Linked DNA regions of Mus musculus: region 2 is linked to region 1. The links are chromatin contacts, called in public Hi-C maps. All regions are on one chromosome and are shown on one strand. Each heading gives the region's core, a stretch centred on a gene start, on an enhancer-like site or on the middle of the called end of the contact. The rest is flanking DNA. Distances are from core to core; before and after follow the strand shown. Region 1 overlaps Zfhx4 (zinc finger homeodomain 4). Region 2 overlaps Zfhx4 (zinc finger homeodomain 4).

The links. Hi-C and Micro-C count contacts between places; a contact is called where the count stands out from the background.
Region 2: a contact with region 1 is called in a Hi-C map of the N1E-115 cell line, with 6 times the contacts expected there. The contact joins two enhancer-like sites. A contact is called at or near these places in 4 of 484 Hi-C or Micro-C datasets (the AML12 cell line, the N1E-115 cell line, embryonic fibroblasts and 1 more), 1 of 115 datasets of contacts at active chromatin or transcription factors (embryonic midbrain) and 2 of 9 other capture datasets (adipose tissue and embryonic tail).

Annotation. Positions count from the first base shown.
Region 1 is chr3:5,243,906-5,246,680 of GRCm38.p6, reverse strand. Zfhx4 (zinc finger homeodomain 4) reads right to left here. Exons shown (of 11, transcript NM_030708.2): 2 at 2,382-2,775; 3 at 1,036-1,460. Among named protein-coding and RNA genes, the nearest start is that of 2700069I18Rik, 24 kb to the right of the region's middle. Within about 2 kb of position 1,405, at least 5 of the 459 cell types and tissues checked have an H3K27ac peak or open chromatin away from gene starts, as enhancers often do. A contact at or near this core is called in the N1E-115 cell line, where this site is marked.
Region 2 is chr3:5,386,745-5,389,519 of GRCm38.p6, reverse strand. The region is part of intron 5 of Zfhx4 (zinc finger homeodomain 4); the gene reads right to left. Among named protein-coding and RNA genes, the nearest start is that of 4930555M17Rik, 130 kb to the left of the region's middle. RefSeq lists an enhancer at 1-2,679. Within about 2 kb of position 1,454, at least 62 of the 459 cell types and tissues checked have an H3K27ac peak or open chromatin away from gene starts, as enhancers often do. A contact at or near this core is called in the N1E-115 cell line, where this site is marked.

The sequences.
Region 1 (2,775 bases), core at 156-2,655:
CTTTTGTAGTTGTGCTTGCAATTTTAAATATGACTAGAAAAGTTATAGGAACTATAATTGTTGGTTGACTCCTGATAGTATAGTTATCACTGATTTCTAGTATAAATCAATAGATAACACTTGCAAAATGGATTTTGTAATCATATTTAGAGCTTGTTACAATAACTAATGGTTTGTAATATTTTCTGAATTTTAATATCCTCTAGACAAAATAAGATTTTTTTTAGTAAGTAACCAAGTTATTCATCATAAAAATGAATGTGCTACACTTGTACAGGAACCAAGAGCATCAAGACAATCCAGTGAACTAACTACAAAAAATAAATTCATCAGACATTAGGGTTATTAGAAAATATCAAGACAAGTTGTGCAATTCATGTTGTTCATTACTTTCAAGTATGAATAATGTCTGCATAGTTTTTCTCAGTAAAGATAAAAGAGCACTTGTCATCTTAAGAGCATATTTATGTAGGCTACACCCTTTGGGGAGGAGAGAAAATATTACCAGTTGGGAAAACAATCATGCAAACGAACAACAAAGTTTTCTTGAAGAGACTTCTAACTGATGCTAAGCAAGAGTGTGTTTATTCTATGTCACCAAGAGTACACAGACACAAATGTTCTGTTTGGGTCATTCTTGTTTATTACCAAATAAATGATACATTTACAGTGTAGGTCATGCCTGTGTCCTCTGTTCCTTGCACCCTTTAACACTTAGTGGTATTTTGGTTTTGTTTTGTAAAAACAATAAATAAAACATAACCTTAAAGTACCATTTTCCTCATGACAATATCCAGAAAATATTTTTTGTTTTAGGAAGCTATGGAGCAATTTATGCCTCTGAGAGAGGTGGAAAAAGGGCAAGGAGCGAGTCCCCAGTTTCCACTGGCATGCATTTCATATACCTTTGTGAATGGCAATAGAAACTGTGCATCTTGATCCTTGCACCTGCCCTCTCCTCTACAGTCTCCAAACTCTGAAATGGTTAATGCCTTTCTCTACTCTGAGCCAATGAAAATGGATGGCATGGCTTACCTTGTAGAGTTTCAGGGCCGCCTCGTGCCTGTGATTGGTAGTATGCAGACGTAATTTATCCACACTGTTGGTGTAGTAGTCACAGGCGTTACACTTTAGGTGAACAGGGTTGCCAATGGCAATGCACTTCAGCCTCCACTCATTGCTTTTGCCCCCTTCCTTGATGTGGGCCACCAGCTGGTACTTCTGCATATGCTTATCAGTCTTGCAGTGGAGCTGGAAGTTGGCTTTGAGCTGTGTGTTGTAGTTGCAGAGCTTGCACTGGTAGATATCTCCAATTACAGCTCTCCATTCCTCTTCAGGGAGAGAGCGCTCGCTGTTCACATGCACACTTAGAGCCTCCAGGCTGTCAGAGGTGAATTTGTTGCAAACAGCACACTGGAATAGCTTCAGCGCCGGGTCACTGATATAAGGTGACAGCTCTCCTGCAGTAAGGAGGGACAGGTCATCACCCATTAGCTGACCACTGGCAAGCCGGATTTCAGGCGGCAGCTCATTATTTACTACAGGGGAAAAATTAAAAGGAAAAATAGAGACTAGAAAACACAGCACACATGAAAGAATGTTAAAGAAAAAAATGTCTTGACAAGGAATGTGCTTTCTCTAGAGCTTAAACTATAAAAAGCTGTAATAGGATTGGATCAGGGTCAATTACAATCTTCCCTTTCAACTTCTAAATTCCCTCATCAGATAGCTTTAATTACTCCTATTGGGCATGATGTCATCCTGAAATTTGTATTTTCCAGTACAAGAAAGTTGATGAATACTATAACAAAACAGTCACATGTTTGTGATTTAAGAGCCTAGATAGACTTACATAGACACTAATTGTTGTTTCTCAATTTGTCTTACAGCTTGATAGGATTTGCCTGGTTCTGCACTTGTTGCCTATAATATACTCCCAAATACCTGGATAAGGTAATGGGATTGTTGTAGGATTAATTATGAGCAATTACAGCCATTCAAATAGTTTTCGAAAATATGTAAATAATATCATGATGGTTTGTATTTGACGTCTTGGGGAGTAATCACCGAGAGTAAACCTGCAAATTCTGGCAAATGCATGGCTACTGAGGGTAAACAAGGTATGTAAATGAGCATTTTTAATGGACCTATCAAACGTGGGCAAACCTTGTTAACTTCTTATATGCTGTCACTAATTTCTCACCTCTTCACTCTCTAGATTTAACTTAGCTTTAAAGCAATGTGCCTGTTTGCAGTTTGCCTACGCAGTTTAAGAGAAAGCCCTTTCTGGCGAACAGTCCCAGTTTGTCAGTGCCCTCCTACAAGAGATCAAAGTGGAAAATATTCAAAACGGACAATAGTGCAGAACAGAAAGTACTAACCAAGTCCTGGTGCCAGAGCCGCTGCTGTGGCGGAGTCGAACTGGAAAGGGTTAAGCAGGAGCTGAGTCTCGGCAGGATTTTCCAGCTTCATCCCTGTCAGGCCGATGTTCTGAGCCAGGTAGTACTGGTAGAGCTCGGCCTCGGCCGGGGCGAGGCCCAGGTGCAGATTGTGCTGAATCTGTTTCATGTTCTGCTGCAGAAGCATCATGTTGTGCATGTGCTTCTCACTGGTCATGTGAATCCGGAGGTTCCTCGCCACGTTGGTCTCATAGTCACAGACTTCACACCGCCAGGTGGGTTTCTGTTTGGGTTTGGATGGGGAGGGTGTTCCACAGCCACTGAGGCTAGTGTTAGGGGTTGGAGCAGAGTGGCCAAACACCTGCTCGCCATTGCC
Region 2 (2,775 bases), core at 205-2,704, 140 kb before region 1:
CACTAATCTGTGAAAGGCCCACTGTTCTCTTTCATCCTGTGATCATTTGTCTCCCAGTGTGATGATGTCACATTTTAATGAATTTTTAGCAATCTGAGTAATGCCAGATAACCAGGCTCACAACTCCCCACAGCAAGCCATGCTGTTTTCATTGCAGCACAAAAATATAAGGTATATTCCCCAGTTCAGGTAGGAATTACATAAATTAGGAGAAGAAGGTAAAATGGGATTTGCAGCACCAGGCTGAACAATTTCATAAAATCTTTAATGAGAATATAAATTAACCCTGGAAAGGCGAAAGGTCATCAGAACACATTTGCATACTCTATTCTATTTGCTTTTGATAAGCAAAGCTTTTATGCAGAGAACATGATACAATTAACCCTTCAATAACCATACAAAATGGTGCTACGGACATTTCAAGTGTCAAGCATTCACTGAAAATTACACACTGAATAAAATTTTCATTGCAAATGCTATAGTGATTGAAAGGGGGAAATGTGTCCTTCTCCACACTCCATGTTTTATTAATAACATTCTGGCAGCAGAATGAAATATCCACTGTCATAAGTAGCAGCTGAGCACAAAAAAAAAATCTACTTGATGGTTCAGTTTTCAGCCATGCTCTGCAACTGTGTAAGCAAAAAGGAGAAACAGGACATCTAATACATTCAAAATAAGAGCTGGGTTAAATTGAGAGTCCTCCAAGATAGGATAATCTGCATGCATGCATTTATTCCAGTGTTACACTTTGTACTCCACAGAGGGGAGTTGTGAGCCTGGTTAACTTGGTGGGAAGGTGCCACTTTGTGCAGAGGTGCATGGAAATCTCGCTTTAAGAAGATACGCGGTGTTTTGTAGCTCTGTATTGCTTTCAGCTACTGATGATAATCAGTAATCAGACTTCTCCCATGTTTCTCCTCACAACAGCAGACTAGGCAGTGGGGACCATGGCTATGAGGGCTTCAAGAGCAGGAAGGCTGAGATTATGACCAGATCAGGCTGTGTCTCTGCCAAGTCCACGTGTACACGAGACATGATATATCCAGTGCAGTCTCATGACAGCTCCTTCTCAACTCATCCTGAGAAAGGATGAAGCTTCCTTTGAGTAGATTTACTAGACCTTGCCCCTAGGGCTAGAAAATGAGGTGTCAGAGTTGCTACTGAGAAGCCTTATCTCCAGGGGACACAAAATTGTAAGGGCTATCGCTACTCCCATTAATAAAACATTGTGTGTCAGGAAAAGAAAAAAAATTATAAAGGTCCTAAAAAGCAGGTTACAATATAATCAGGGTCTCATCAGACAGATTTTTGCACGTTACTCTTCTTCATTTTCTGGTATGTGTTTCAAGTGTGAGAGAAATTCCCAGACACGTTCTTCTATACATCACTGTGGTGTCTGACCTCAGGCTGACCCTGGCAACAGTTTGTGAAATCTGAGTGTGAACAAAGACTCTGTGTCCTCAGCAGGGAGAGATTATGGGATGGACTCTCCCCGTCAACTTAATGGCAAACAGCAGGTCAGAGGCAGTAACTCTGCCTGGCTTTTCCAAGCCACAACTCTGAGTGGCAGATTTGTCTGCCATGCCCCTGCTTCTGTGAGGTTCGCCCTCCTCTCTTTGCAGTTCTTTCTTTGAAGTAGGCAGGCAATTAGCTCTAATGCTCAAGCAATTCAGACCCGTTTTGTGGTTTGGAAGGCAAAAGTTGTTTATTACAGGTAGGCTCTTTGGAGCCATAAGAACTTTGCAAATTTTTAATCATGCAAAAAATAATCACAAGGGAATTTCTCCACACCATAAAATTCCGTATAAGCCAGAATAAAAGGTCACTTTCAAACTCAAAGAGAGGTTTAGAAATAAATTTGACATTCATTATATAATTAGGCTTTAGAGTCAAAAGTAATGTGAAGAAACCACTTTCTCTAGCAAACCTATAGGCTAGAATTGTGGGTGAGTAGGAGTGGCTATATTCTAGTTTAGATGCCAGATTTCCTCAATTATAAAATGTCATAAAATATAAAATGTCTTCTAGGAAAATTAGACACAACATGTTAATATATTAAAGAGAACACGGTAGAACTGAGGAGAATAAATATTTTAAATGAAACGCTAAAAAACACGCCAAAGCAGTTTTTTGAAACCTACTGCATTACATGCAATAGTAACAAAGAAATGATAGTTTTCCACAGTACCATTTTATTGACAGTGTATACACTTTCAATCTCCTTTAACATCAAAGAATATGGAAAATAAAATACTTATTTACACGTTAAACCGTATGGTGTACATGTGCTTTAACGTAAAGCTTGAGTCAGTCTCCTCTAGAGTTTCCTAATTATCTGGAGAAAGAAATGCTGTTTTCCTGTTTAAATGTTTCAGGAGACTAGAAAGAGAATGAAGTGCTATAATCTGCTATTACTACAGGAGCATGGGATGCTCAACTTTGCTTAGCATTTTAAACATGCCTAAAATGCTGATCATATGCTGTTTCATGTGGGGATCCACATCAAACAGATTTAAAAGGTTTTCAGTGTTTAGCTTAGAATATTTTCATATGAATTATAAAAAAATGGAAAGTGACTATCATTTGATCATACAATTCATAATGTACATCTTGAAGCATATATTAAAATCAATTCACTTGCACTTGTTTTTTATTGCAATTGGCACAGGCATAGCCTGTTTGTAATGTTTAAAAAAAGGAATCACACACTTCAGTTATTTCAGTGTGTATTTGTGTGCACATACTTGTGTGTGTGTGTGTGTGTGTGTGTGT